Regions from separate parts of the Sus scrofa genome. Here region 2 is linked to region 1. The links are chromatin contacts, called in public promoter capture Hi-C maps. All regions are on one chromosome and are shown on one strand. The core of a region is the stretch at or near the end of the contact, and the rest is flanking DNA. Distances in the headings are between cores, read along the strand shown.

Region 1 (5,783 bases), core at 1,849-4,348:
CTTAACCGATGGAGCTACCATGGAACTCATATATAATATATACATATTATATACTTTTACATTATCTTCCATTACAGTTTATTAAAAGATATTGAGTATAGTTCCCTGTGCTATATACTAAGTCCTTGTTGCCTAACTATAATTTATTTAATGAAATTCTAGCAGGTAAAAATTTAGCTCAAATTAAGTCATTATGACAGTATTTTTAGATTAAGAATGTTTAATCCAAGAAATCTTTCTTGTGTAATTACATTTGATCACATTAAATTATTATAAGAAGTAAGCCAATGAGAAAAAGCAGTTAAGCTATCTATTATAATAGTTGTAATAGTAAATGTTCAAATTATTCTGTATTCCTGCCACATATTAGTTATTTATTTATTTATTTTTCTTTTTAGAGCCACATCTGGGGCATATGGAAGTTCAGTTGGAGCTGCAGCTGCCGGCCTACACCACAGCCACAGCAATGCAGGATTCTTAACCCATTGAGCAGGACCAGGGATCAAACCCACAATCTCATGGATACTAATCGGGTTCATTACCACTGAGCCACAACAAGAACTCCCATGTTGGTTATTTTTACAAAACAATGAAGAAGAAAAGAAAAAAAAACAATCAGCTTAAATGCAACAAATGTGAAGAAAGAGCAAAAGATACTGCCTGGGAAAATGTCTCCTTCTAATCAGATTTTCACTTAGGATACAAAACAGTTGCCTTACAGTATGATTATGTTTTAGGTCATCAGGATAAGGAAAGGTATCTTTCATAAATGTCATCTCTCTACTGACATTAACTTTCCTTTTCAGGAGTTTCTGTTGTGGCACAGTAGAAACGAATCTGACTAGGAATCATGAGGTTGCAGGTTCGATCCCTGGCCTTGCTCAATGGGTTAAGGATCCGGCGTTGCCGTGAGCTGTGGTGTAGGTCATCAGCTGCAGCTCCAAATGGCAGCTACAGCTCTGATTAGACCCCTAGTCTGGCAACCTCCACATGCCATGGGCGCAGCCCTAAAAAAACAAAAAACAAAACAAAACAAAATTTCCTTTTCATTGTCCAGAAATAGAGCAGTTCCAACAACCCAGATGCCGAATATAGTTCTTCCATTTAGAAAACAAATTGACCTTTCATATCTAATAAAGACTTACAACGAAAGAAGAGAATATTACTTTGTATTAGATTAAAATGAACAAGAGTATCTGTTTTATCACACAAAACATCTAGACTATGAACTTTAAAGTATACAGACAAATTCCAATAAACAAAATACATGTATATATATTTAAATATTTTTTAAATCACTAGTTTTGTACTCAATCTCCAGGGAATATTAATGCTTATTTCTTTACACTCCTGGGAACGTTCATCCTGGTTGATCTGTCACACCTATAAGAAATTCTATCCTATGTCCTGATCTCTCCTGATACTGTTCCTCATCTCTAAAAGCCTATTAGTCATTTTTACTCAAATGTATTTCTATCACCGTAAATTCAACATTTCTAAAACTGAACTAGTACCCAAATCATGTCTCTTTGGGATCTTTCATATTGTCATCAATGGTGGTAGCAATCACTGAACCTGGAAGATATATTAACTCCTCTTCTGTTTCCTTCTACACTTTCATGTCTTCTTTCGTAATATGTTATGTTCTAATTTTACTTTCCATTCAAATTGCTGCATTCTAGCAAGGGCCCTCACATTTTAACAGGATTCCTGAATTAAAATCACGGCAGATCTTTTTTTTACTTACTCAATCCTCCTATCTAGTCTTAAAAAATAATACTAGGTTTTTATAGTTTCTTCTGAATTCAAAACTTTCCACCTCACAAAATCAAGTTTTGATTCCTTAGCATAAAAGATAAGACTCAAAACCTACCTCCAATGTACTTGTCTAATCTCACCTCTTTCTACTTCTCTGTATACTAAATGTCTCTGCTCCTTGTCCTTCTCCTGCTTTAGCTTCTTTGAGCTTCTGCTGTTCCCTAACCTAGAATACAAGTCTCTCCCTCTTCCCTAAGTTCTACACATCCTTTAAGGCCCAATTCATGTTTCATTTCCTCCAAGAAACCTTCCCTACCCAACAGGACTTCGTGTTAATCACTTTTATCACGAGCCATTTACATTTAGTATGTTTACATGCTCTTTTGTTTTTCTGATTAAGTAATAAAAGTCCCAAAGAGCAGGTGTGGTCTTTTACCTCATTATAGTCTCAGCATCTGGCATAAAACCTTGCACAAAACAGACATTTCTATTAGGTATTATATCTCGATGTTTCTGAATAATTATTTCACAATATTTTGGCATAGCTTTTGTTACTTTATACCTAAACACATATACCTAATATCACTGTAAAATTACAAAATGTACACAGTAAGGTAAGCTATCACACTAGTTTTTCAATTTATACCTCCAAATATGTTAAATGAAATATTCCTTACATAATCTTTTACTCCGTAACAATTTATCTTTTGACCTACAGAGAGCAATTAAGGCAAAAGAAGCAAACCTTTAGAAACTTTATTTCTCTCGTTGCAATTTTGTTGACAGATTTCTCTGGTTTCTCATAAAATATCTTAATGGCCACTATCTGCCCAGTATCCTTACGTTTACACTTCATGACTGTTCCATAACTTCCCTCTCCTACTTTTCCAAGGGTTTCATACATCTCCATTTTCAGGCCCAGCTTCTTCTTTATAGAAAGAAAGGGAGGAAAAAAAACAAAAGTTAAAAATTTAGAACTTTATTTATTCGAGTTGGACAATGTATTTCCACAATAAACCCATACTTTAAAATAGGGAAACAGAAAAAAATAAGACTCTTTTCCACAGACTCTGTCTTTGGGAACTCTGACAGCTCGGCAGTAAAGTGTCCTTGGGGGCTTCGGCCCTCACCAGAACTCGGGGAGCTTCCTGCTGTCTCGGTCATTCCCACCAAGATTTATGATTCCCTCAGGACATGTCACCTATTCAGCATGGCTGGGGTCCCCACACGTCCTGTCATGCCCACGTCAAATATGAGGTTCCCTCAAGGCTGCAGATCAGATCAGGCCCCGGGACCCGAGAAAACCTCGGGCCTGTCCGCTCCTCAAACCAGAGTTCTTAGGGTCCCGGACCAGTGCCACGCCCGCCGCCCCGCAGTCGACTTCGTCCGGGCAGCCGCCGCCGCCTCAGCCCATTCTATAGTCCCGCTGGCCTGGTTCCACTCAGTTTCACTCAGCCAGGGACCAGCACACGGAGCCGACCAAGCCGGCTAGCCCTGGACCTCCCGAGGGCCTACTGCCATGGCAACGGCGGGGCCTCCCACTCAGGGCCTAGTGCGCAAGACCGGAACACCGGCCTGGCCCGACCCGGAAGGGAAAGTGAAAGCCGGCGGAAAGGAGTTCCCTGCGGGAGCTAACGCGAAGCTTCCTTGGGGGTGGAGCGGGGAGATACGAGCTGCAGTTAGTCGAACGGGGCGACTACACTAGGTTGGTTTCGAGAGGAGTTGGTCGAGGACCACATTTTCACTCCCGCTTGGGTGACTGTAAATCGTCTAGGGAAGGAGAACTAGGGTGAAAGTTTTTCTGACTTGGTTCTTAGATGCGCTCACGGCGGGAGAACACCTGCTGCTTGTGCTTGGTCCTAAAATGATGCCTGGTAAACCTAGGCAGAGATCGCTTTTAAAAGGAAGACACCCAAGGAAGTCTTGTGCAATTACAGTTTTCTAAGTACCTAGTTACGTTAATATTCCACAGACCTGAGTTGGGACTTCAGCTGTAGATATTGATCCTTAAAACGGGGATAAAACGGTTCATAAATCAAGAGCATTTCTTGAACACCCCATAGGCTTTAAAAAAAAATTATTTTTTTTTTGGAGTTCCCGTCGTGGCGCAGTGGTTAACGAATCCGACTGGGAACCATGAGGTTACGGGTTCGGTCCCTGCCCTCGCTCAGTGGGTTAAGGATCCGGCGTTGCGGAGAGCTGTGGTGTAGGTTGCAAACGCGGCTCGGATCCTGCGTTGCTGTGGCTCTTGGCGTAGGCCGGTGGCTACAGCTCCAATTCGACCCCTAGCCTGGGAATCTCCATATGCCGCGGGAGCGGCCCAAGAAATAGCAAAAAGACAAAAATAAAAAGTATTTTTAACTCATAATAGTCCTCCTTTTTACAAATGCCCTTACGACTTATCAAAACCCTAAAAGATCCTCATTAGGATAGCAAATAATTCAAAGGGTTCCACCGCAACAGACCGACGTATAATAGCACCCACCCTTCTCCTCCTCCAAAAAAAGAAACCCTTTATCTAATTAGTTAAGAACTAGATATGGGTTCTGCTGCAATGACAATCTCTAATGGATAAAAAGGAATGTAACCAGAAGTGCCCAGAGAATGTTGTCTTTCCTAGGCTTTCATTTCTTTTTTCTGTAAAAAGAGTTAAGTGCAAGATGCCAAATCTCATTATGCTTCTCCTAAATAAGAGAAAGCATTGCCAAATTATCCAATAAATTCAAGTCCAGTTGGTCTTGCGCCTCCAGGAACAGTTGAAGTCACTCCTGGAGAGGTTTTTAAAAGGCCCCATTCCCAGAGATCCTAGTTTAAACGAGTCAGGTTAAAGGAATTGGTATTTTAAAAGCTTCCCAAGCGTTTCTGTGTTGCTAAGGTTTATGTCAAGAGAGGTGTGGGAGAGGTAGGAGCAATGGTCTTGGTTTTTGCTTATCACCACCAACATATTCAGAATTGTCCTTCCTTTTGAAAAGTTACTCAACCATGTTAGAAAATACTTTCCACTTATGAATACGAACATCACAGTAAATCTTATAGTGGACCCACACTTGCCATACAGCACATTTATTAAATATTTATTGTTGGTTTTATATTGGCAAGGGACAAAGAATGAATCAGAGTCCCTGCCCTCTGTGAGCTTACAATCTAGAGCTACAGAATCACTACAGTATAAAATTATAGCTTTAAAACTATTCTTTCTACAAATAGGTTATGGCAGGCCTGGCAACCAGGACAGTGTATGATTCTTGCTTATACAGTAAAGCTGTAAGACTTCAATGAAACTTCACTTGAATTTGTCAAGAGTGGCTAAATTTCAGAAAGCCATAGAAAATTATAATAAATTGCTGGACAAATGACTAACAAGGATTTTTAAAAAGGTTTCTTTCAGGAGTTCCCATTGTGGTGCAATGGGATTGGTGGCATCTTGGGAGTGCTTGGACACAGCTTCATTCCCCCACGCAGCACAGTGAGTTAAGGATCTGGCGGCGTTGCTAAGGCTGCAGCTCAGGTTGCAACTATGGCTCAGATCTTATCCCTGGCTCAGGTTGCAACTATGGCTCAGATCTTATCCCTGGCTCTTTATACCTCAGGGAAGCCAAAAAAGTAAAGGGGAAAAAAAAAAAAGGTTTCTTTCAGCATTTCACTATAGGTAACCCTACTGGTGTGTTTTCATCCTTAGGTAGTGGGAGAATAAAGATTGCTGTGGCAGGGAGGCAAACAAATAAAAGTAAAAATAAGAATATTCAAATATTCACTTTTTGACTTAGAGATTTTTTTTTTTTGCTTTTTAGGGCTGCACCTATGGCATATGGAAGTTCCCAAGCTAAGGGTCAATTGGGAGCTACAGCTGCTGGCCTACACCACAACCACAGCCACACTGGGATCTGAGCTGTATCTGTGATCTATACCACAGCTCTCCGCAGTGCTGGATCCCCAACCCACTGAGTGAGGCCAGGGGTGGAACCAGCAGCCCAATGAATACTAGTCGGATTCCTTTCTGCTGTGCCACAATGGGAACCCCCAGA
Region 2 (5,243 bases), core at 2,530-5,029, 140 kb after region 1:
ACATTGCAGCCCCCGCCCCCACCAGGCACCGCTGCAGTCCCTCTCCCGGATCCCCGGCCCCGCCCCGCCCCCGGCAGTGGCATCTTCCCGGCCTCACCTCCTTCCTCCCTCTCTCCCTCCCTCCTTCCCACCCACTCGCCTGCGCCTGCGGAGCGGCTCCTGCCCGCCTCCTCCCCGCCTGGGTGCAGACTTGTGGCTCCCTCCGGTGCCTTCCCGCTTATCTCCGAGCCCTGAGACTCTCTCTTCTCCAGGCCAAAGGACGAGAGGGGGTCAGCTCGGTGATTCGTAGCTGTGATGTCAGAAAAGGGGAATGTCTGCGAACCAGGCAGGAAGCCTTCACTGTAGCTTCCAGAGGGCCAGGACGCCCACCCTCCCCCAACACACACCCAGTCCGCCACTTCACACTGCACCCCCCCACCCCGCCCCAAGGGGCTCGACTCGCCTCACCCGCTCCCTAGGCCCCTCCCCCAGCCCCGGGCATCCAGGCCACCTCCCGGCGCCACCCCCGGTCCGAACCGTCTCTTGCCCTTCCTTCGCCTGGGCCAGAGCCCCCCGCAGCCACCTCCGGCTCCTCCTCCCGGCTCCCTCGGTCGGAATCGCGCCGGCGTGCTTCCAGCTTGCTGTCCCGCAGGCTGCCTTTAGGGGCAGGCTGGAGGCCCGCGCCACCCCCTCCCGATCGTCTTAGCCTCTGCTGTGGGCCGGGACGTTTTTCCTTAGCACCTTGGCCGCAGGTCTCAGGTCCTAGGCGGGTGGGGCGGGGTGGGCTGCGTTTCCCTTTGCTCGGTGCCAAGGGTACCCTGCATCCCGCGCCTCTGGCTTCTGCACATTTCCAAACCTTCTTGCTGCGCTTAGCATTCCCTCCTACCCCCTTCCCGCCTTCCCTTTGTGTTCCTAGACACAAAGTTTCATTTAGGGTCCGAGTTTGCAGGAGGTCGTCAGGAGGCATCGTGTCTGCAGTCTGAGCTGAGGAGTTGAGGCAGCACGACTGACCTGCCACCTTGCCTTTGTTGCAAGGGGGAGGAGCCCTGAGCTTTGAAACTGGACAAGCTCTCAGGAGGTCCCTTTGACGGTTAGGTTTGCACACTGAGTCTTGGGCCTGGGTGGTGGTAGGGCCCCCTGGCCCCTCTTCCTAAGGTGGCTTTTACTCCCGCCCTTTACTGGTAAAATTCCCAGTAGGACAGTTGGCAGACGAGCTGGGCAGGGAGCTGCCAACCAGACCTGGCCCTGTTTCCTGGGTTCCTAGGGTGCTGACTTCTCCCCTACCTCCACTTCCTCTCCCACCTTAGAGCCCCAAGTGATGGCACCATCTCTCCTGTCCCGTCTTCCTCAGGCGGGTTGGGACTCGCAGAGCGATCTAACAAGCAGAGGAGGAAAATAACAACAGAATAACTGTAAAGGGAAGGAATGAGTAATAAAGCCAACCCAGGCAGGGAGGAGGGCTTTCATGTTTAAGAGATGCTATTTGCTTTTTAGGTCATAGGCTGCAAAAACAGGCTTTGATCCGAAGTGGGCGAATAATTTATTGAGAAAGTTTGCGTGGTAGGGAAGAAAAGGGATGTTTGTTTGATCTGGAGGCCTCTCGGTTGTCCCAAGTGCTGTTGGCTGTTGTTTCGAGTGGAAAAGCATTTGGTTCCACAGCAAATGCCTCCCGGAGGGAAGTCCTTGCCCCAGGCAGCCAGAGCAGTGAATGTTGGTTTTGAAACTGTTTAGCCAAGGGTCTCCCCAGCACTTTTGGAGCTGAAGTGTTTAAGAGTCGAGTTGTTTGGGCTCAGGATGCAGCAAATATTTCCAGAACATTTCCCATCTAACATGCTTTTCCTTTCCCTAAATTGCCTGGCTAAACAGCCAATAGCCCTGATCCAAGAGGCTGTCGGAAGTCTCCACTTAGCTTTCATTGACAGCTGAGGTGGCACTGCTGACCCCCAACCCCCAGGTCCTCTCAGAATCTTGAGGTCAGGCTTTCAACCCTGGTTTCCACGTTCTTGAGGTTGAGCGCAGGGTATTCTGGTGAATCGCTGTGCCCGTTAACGCCGAGGTACTTGTCTTTACAGCCAAGAACCAAGTCAGAGGCTTCCAGTCCAAATTCTTCCCAGCTTATCCAGCAGGCAGGCTCTTTGTGGGCCTCACAGTTCTCCCTTTGGGTTCTCTGCCGGAAGGCCAGGGCAGAGTTGGGGGGCAGGGGGCTGCCTGGCTTGTCCTGTCCTCCACACGGGAACGTCACTGCGTAGCTCAGCGTTCAGGAACCCAAGAGGGTTCTCAGACAATCCACAGGAATCCGGAGTAGCCCAGCCAGATTCTGGTTTCGTAGGCCTGTGCACTGCACACTCTGGCCCCTGCGGGGGTGGGGTGGAGGCGGGGAGGGGGGGCCCACAACGTTATTTGGGGTCAGGCAGTCTAGCTTTGAATGCTGGCTTTGCAGTCACCAGCTGCGGCAGTTGCTCCATGCCTCAATTTCTCTATCTGCACTTGGGCCTAATAACAGTACCTCTCTCGTGGTGGGTGTCTGGATTAAGTGCTACGTTGCAAGAAGAAGACTAAACCCGAAGCCAGGCCTGTGGTAAGCACTTGGCTTGGTATTAGCTCTTCTTACGCTTGCTGTGAATGATCTGGAGAGGACCCAATGCAGCTGACCTTTGATCTCTCCCTCCAGGCTAGGCCAGAGAGCCAGCTCCCTTCTCTAAAGAAGGGATCAGAGGACCCTGCACTTGCCAATGGGCAGCCATCCGTGGGAGCGAGCGGACTGAACTTTGCCCTCTCTGAGGTGGAAAGTAGGGTGAGACGGTGCCAAAGGACAAAGTAGACAAAGCCCATTTCTGTCTCCCAGGATCCCCTTGGTATGTCCCCAGAACTGGGAGCAGAGGGTGGGTGTGGGCATAGTGTTCGAGGGATCTGGGTGCCCCTTGGGACACTTGCAGTGGGCAGTGATGGGTGTTGGAGGAGGGCTCAGGCTCCCCTGTGCGTGCGGAAGCAAATCTGAGCATCTGTGTGTCACGAACTCATTTTTGCCACGGCAGCTAGTGTCCCTGAGAAGGCGTTAAAGTTAACAAGAGATAGGAAAGAGTGGGGCTCTGACCCCCGTTTTTTATACAGCTTTAAGAGTGTGCCACTCTTGTTTTCTGAACGTCTGGCCTTCCCGACTCAAGCAGGCTCTGAGGACGGGTTTTCCAGCCGAAATATCATTAAATTGTATTAGCATCTTATTACACACACGCCTTAGCGGTCTGCCTCAGACAGGGAGAGTTTTTGTTTCTCTTTGAAAGATTGTGTCTGGAATGGTAAATTGCCTGCTTGAAAGCCTCCCCCTGCTCCCCCCTTCTAAGGAGGAGGACGAAATCCTGCTGTGTGTGGTGGCAGGCGGGTAGGCCTGGTGGCCCCCAGAGAGGAGAGGCCGGAGGCCAGGTTGGGGTGTTTTAACTGCCCAGGGAGCTGCTGCAGTCGCAGGCCTGAAAGGCCCACTGTTTCCAGGGTCAGCTGGAAGGGCGTTCATGGAGGCCCAGGGTGTTTATTTGAGTTTATTTGCGGAGAGGTCTTTAAAGGGGGCTGGCATTGGGCATGGGTATTGCAAGTCCAGACCCGAGGCCCCCACTCAGACCAGTGGCCAGTGCTGCCAAGAAAACATCTGCCACCAAATTGCTGCCCTATTACTGAGTTGACATTGATCATTAGCCAGGAGCCCAACCAAATAAAGCCTCCTGGAAAATGTGTGAGGTTAAGATGGGGAAGGCAGGCTGTGCAAACAGGACAAAATGTTGAGCCGGGGTGTTTGCTCCCGCAAGCGGCGAGCAGGCCGGCTGGGCTCTGTTGCCCCACACTTCCAGAGGGTGGGGACAGGAGCACACCCAGCACGCCATGTGTACCAAGCCCCTTTTATACGCTGGGTGCAACTCCAGGGGGCACTGGGGCGCCAGCAGGGATCCAAATGGTTGTGCTTTTTACTGTGGCGGAATGTACATTCCCAAGGAGGACATTCAACAAGTAGATCAACAAACACAGATTGTGACGGTTGTTCTGAAGAAGCTGAGTAACAGGGCGGTGGGCTTTCCGTAAATAAAGCAGCTGGCATCAACCTCTGTGCCATCTGAGCTGAAACTTGAAGAATGGAGAGTCAGACGGGCCTAGACTGCATGGAATATGACAGGCAGAGCGCACACCTGAGCACAGGTCTTGAACCCATGGACTCTTGGATTGTTAGAGGGAGGCCAGTTTCGCTGGGAAAGGGAGTGGTGGTCAGTACGCGGGAGCCAGGGGCCGGGTCATGTGGGGTCTTATGGTCAGAAGCTGGAGTGTTGTCTTTTGATCAGCAGGAAGCCTTTGAAGGATTTTAAATAGGGCATGACATGATCTGATTCATGCTTTTTGAAGATCATTCAGGCTGCTGTGTGCCTCCTGGATTATAAGAAGATGATAGTGGAAGCTGGGAGATGAATGAGGGGTCCTGCGGGAGATGAGACGGGCCTGCACCAGTGCGGTGGCCCTAGAGATGGGGGACTCCTGGGGTGTGCTGGGGGGAGCGCCCTCTGGACTTGCCAAGGGTGGGTGGAGGGGCAGAGGAGGCACAGTGAGGCTGTGGGGCTGCTGCTCGTGGAGGGGGATCTAGAACTGCCACACTCCCGAAGGAGAGCTGTGTGTGTCTCCAGCTGGGGTGGTGCCTGAGTGCCAGTGCGCTGGAGCCAGAGACACTTTCTTTCCCAGCTGCCTTTGTGGGGTAGGATTTCAGGAGCACTTTTCTGTCCCTCTAAGCAGGCACCTTGTGACCCTGAGGGCTTCTCCCGTAGCAGACCTTTGCTTTGGGACAGATTGGAGGAGCCGGGGGAGGGAAACCAGAGGTGGGGACCGAATCTCGGCACTCCCTCTCCCAGCTGCATGTGCAGCCCGGGATGTGCAGCTTTGGGAAAAGAATCCTCCCCGACCCCTCTGCTGGGTTGGAGACGGGGTCCAAGGGGCAAAGGGCTGTCCCACAGGGGAGCTCAGACCTCCTGAGGGGCTTCTTAGCCACTGGCAGTAGAGGCTCACCTGAGGCAGGGAGGCCTTTGGAACAGACTTGTTTCAAAGGAAAGCAGCAAAGCGGTGGCTTCCCTCTGAAACCTAGTTATTATTCCAATTAAGCCACCACAAAATCTGTTCCTTTAATAACACCCTGCCCGGGAGGACTCTGGGGTGTTTCACGGAGGGCAGGTTGGACAGGGAGCTGGCTGGGGGGCGGGTGCAGGTCTGCACGCCGACAGGTTACTGGTCCTGGGCAG

What was found. Promoter capture Hi-C pulls out the DNA fragments that hold promoters and counts their contacts.
Region 2: a contact with region 1 is called in a promoter capture Hi-C map of fetal liver, with 2.1 times the contacts expected there. The contact joins the enhancer-like site here to the promoter of CDKL3 in region 1. A contact is called at or near these places in 1 of 5 promoter capture datasets (fetal liver), 9 of 47 Hi-C or Micro-C datasets (alveolar macrophages, heart right ventricle, liver and 4 more) and 2 of 2 datasets of contacts at active chromatin or transcription factors (alveolar macrophages and skeletal muscle).

The regions. Positions count from the first base shown.
Region 1 is chr2:136,645,417-136,651,199 of Sscrofa11.1, forward strand. It overlaps CDKL3 (cyclin-dependent kinase-like 3), which reads right to left and starts at 3,099. Exons shown (of 13, transcript XM_021084762.1): 1 at 2,960-3,099; 2 at 2,504-2,686. The coding sequence starts at 2,668.
Region 2 is chr2:136,780,297-136,785,539 of Sscrofa11.1, forward strand. The region is part of intron 8 of JADE2 (protein Jade-2); the gene reads left to right. Among named protein-coding and RNA genes, the nearest start is that of SAR1B, 91 kb to the right of the region's middle. Within about 2 kb of position 3,780, at least 2 of the 83 cell types and tissues checked have an H3K27ac peak or open chromatin away from gene starts, as enhancers often do. A contact at or near this core is called in fetal liver, where this site is marked.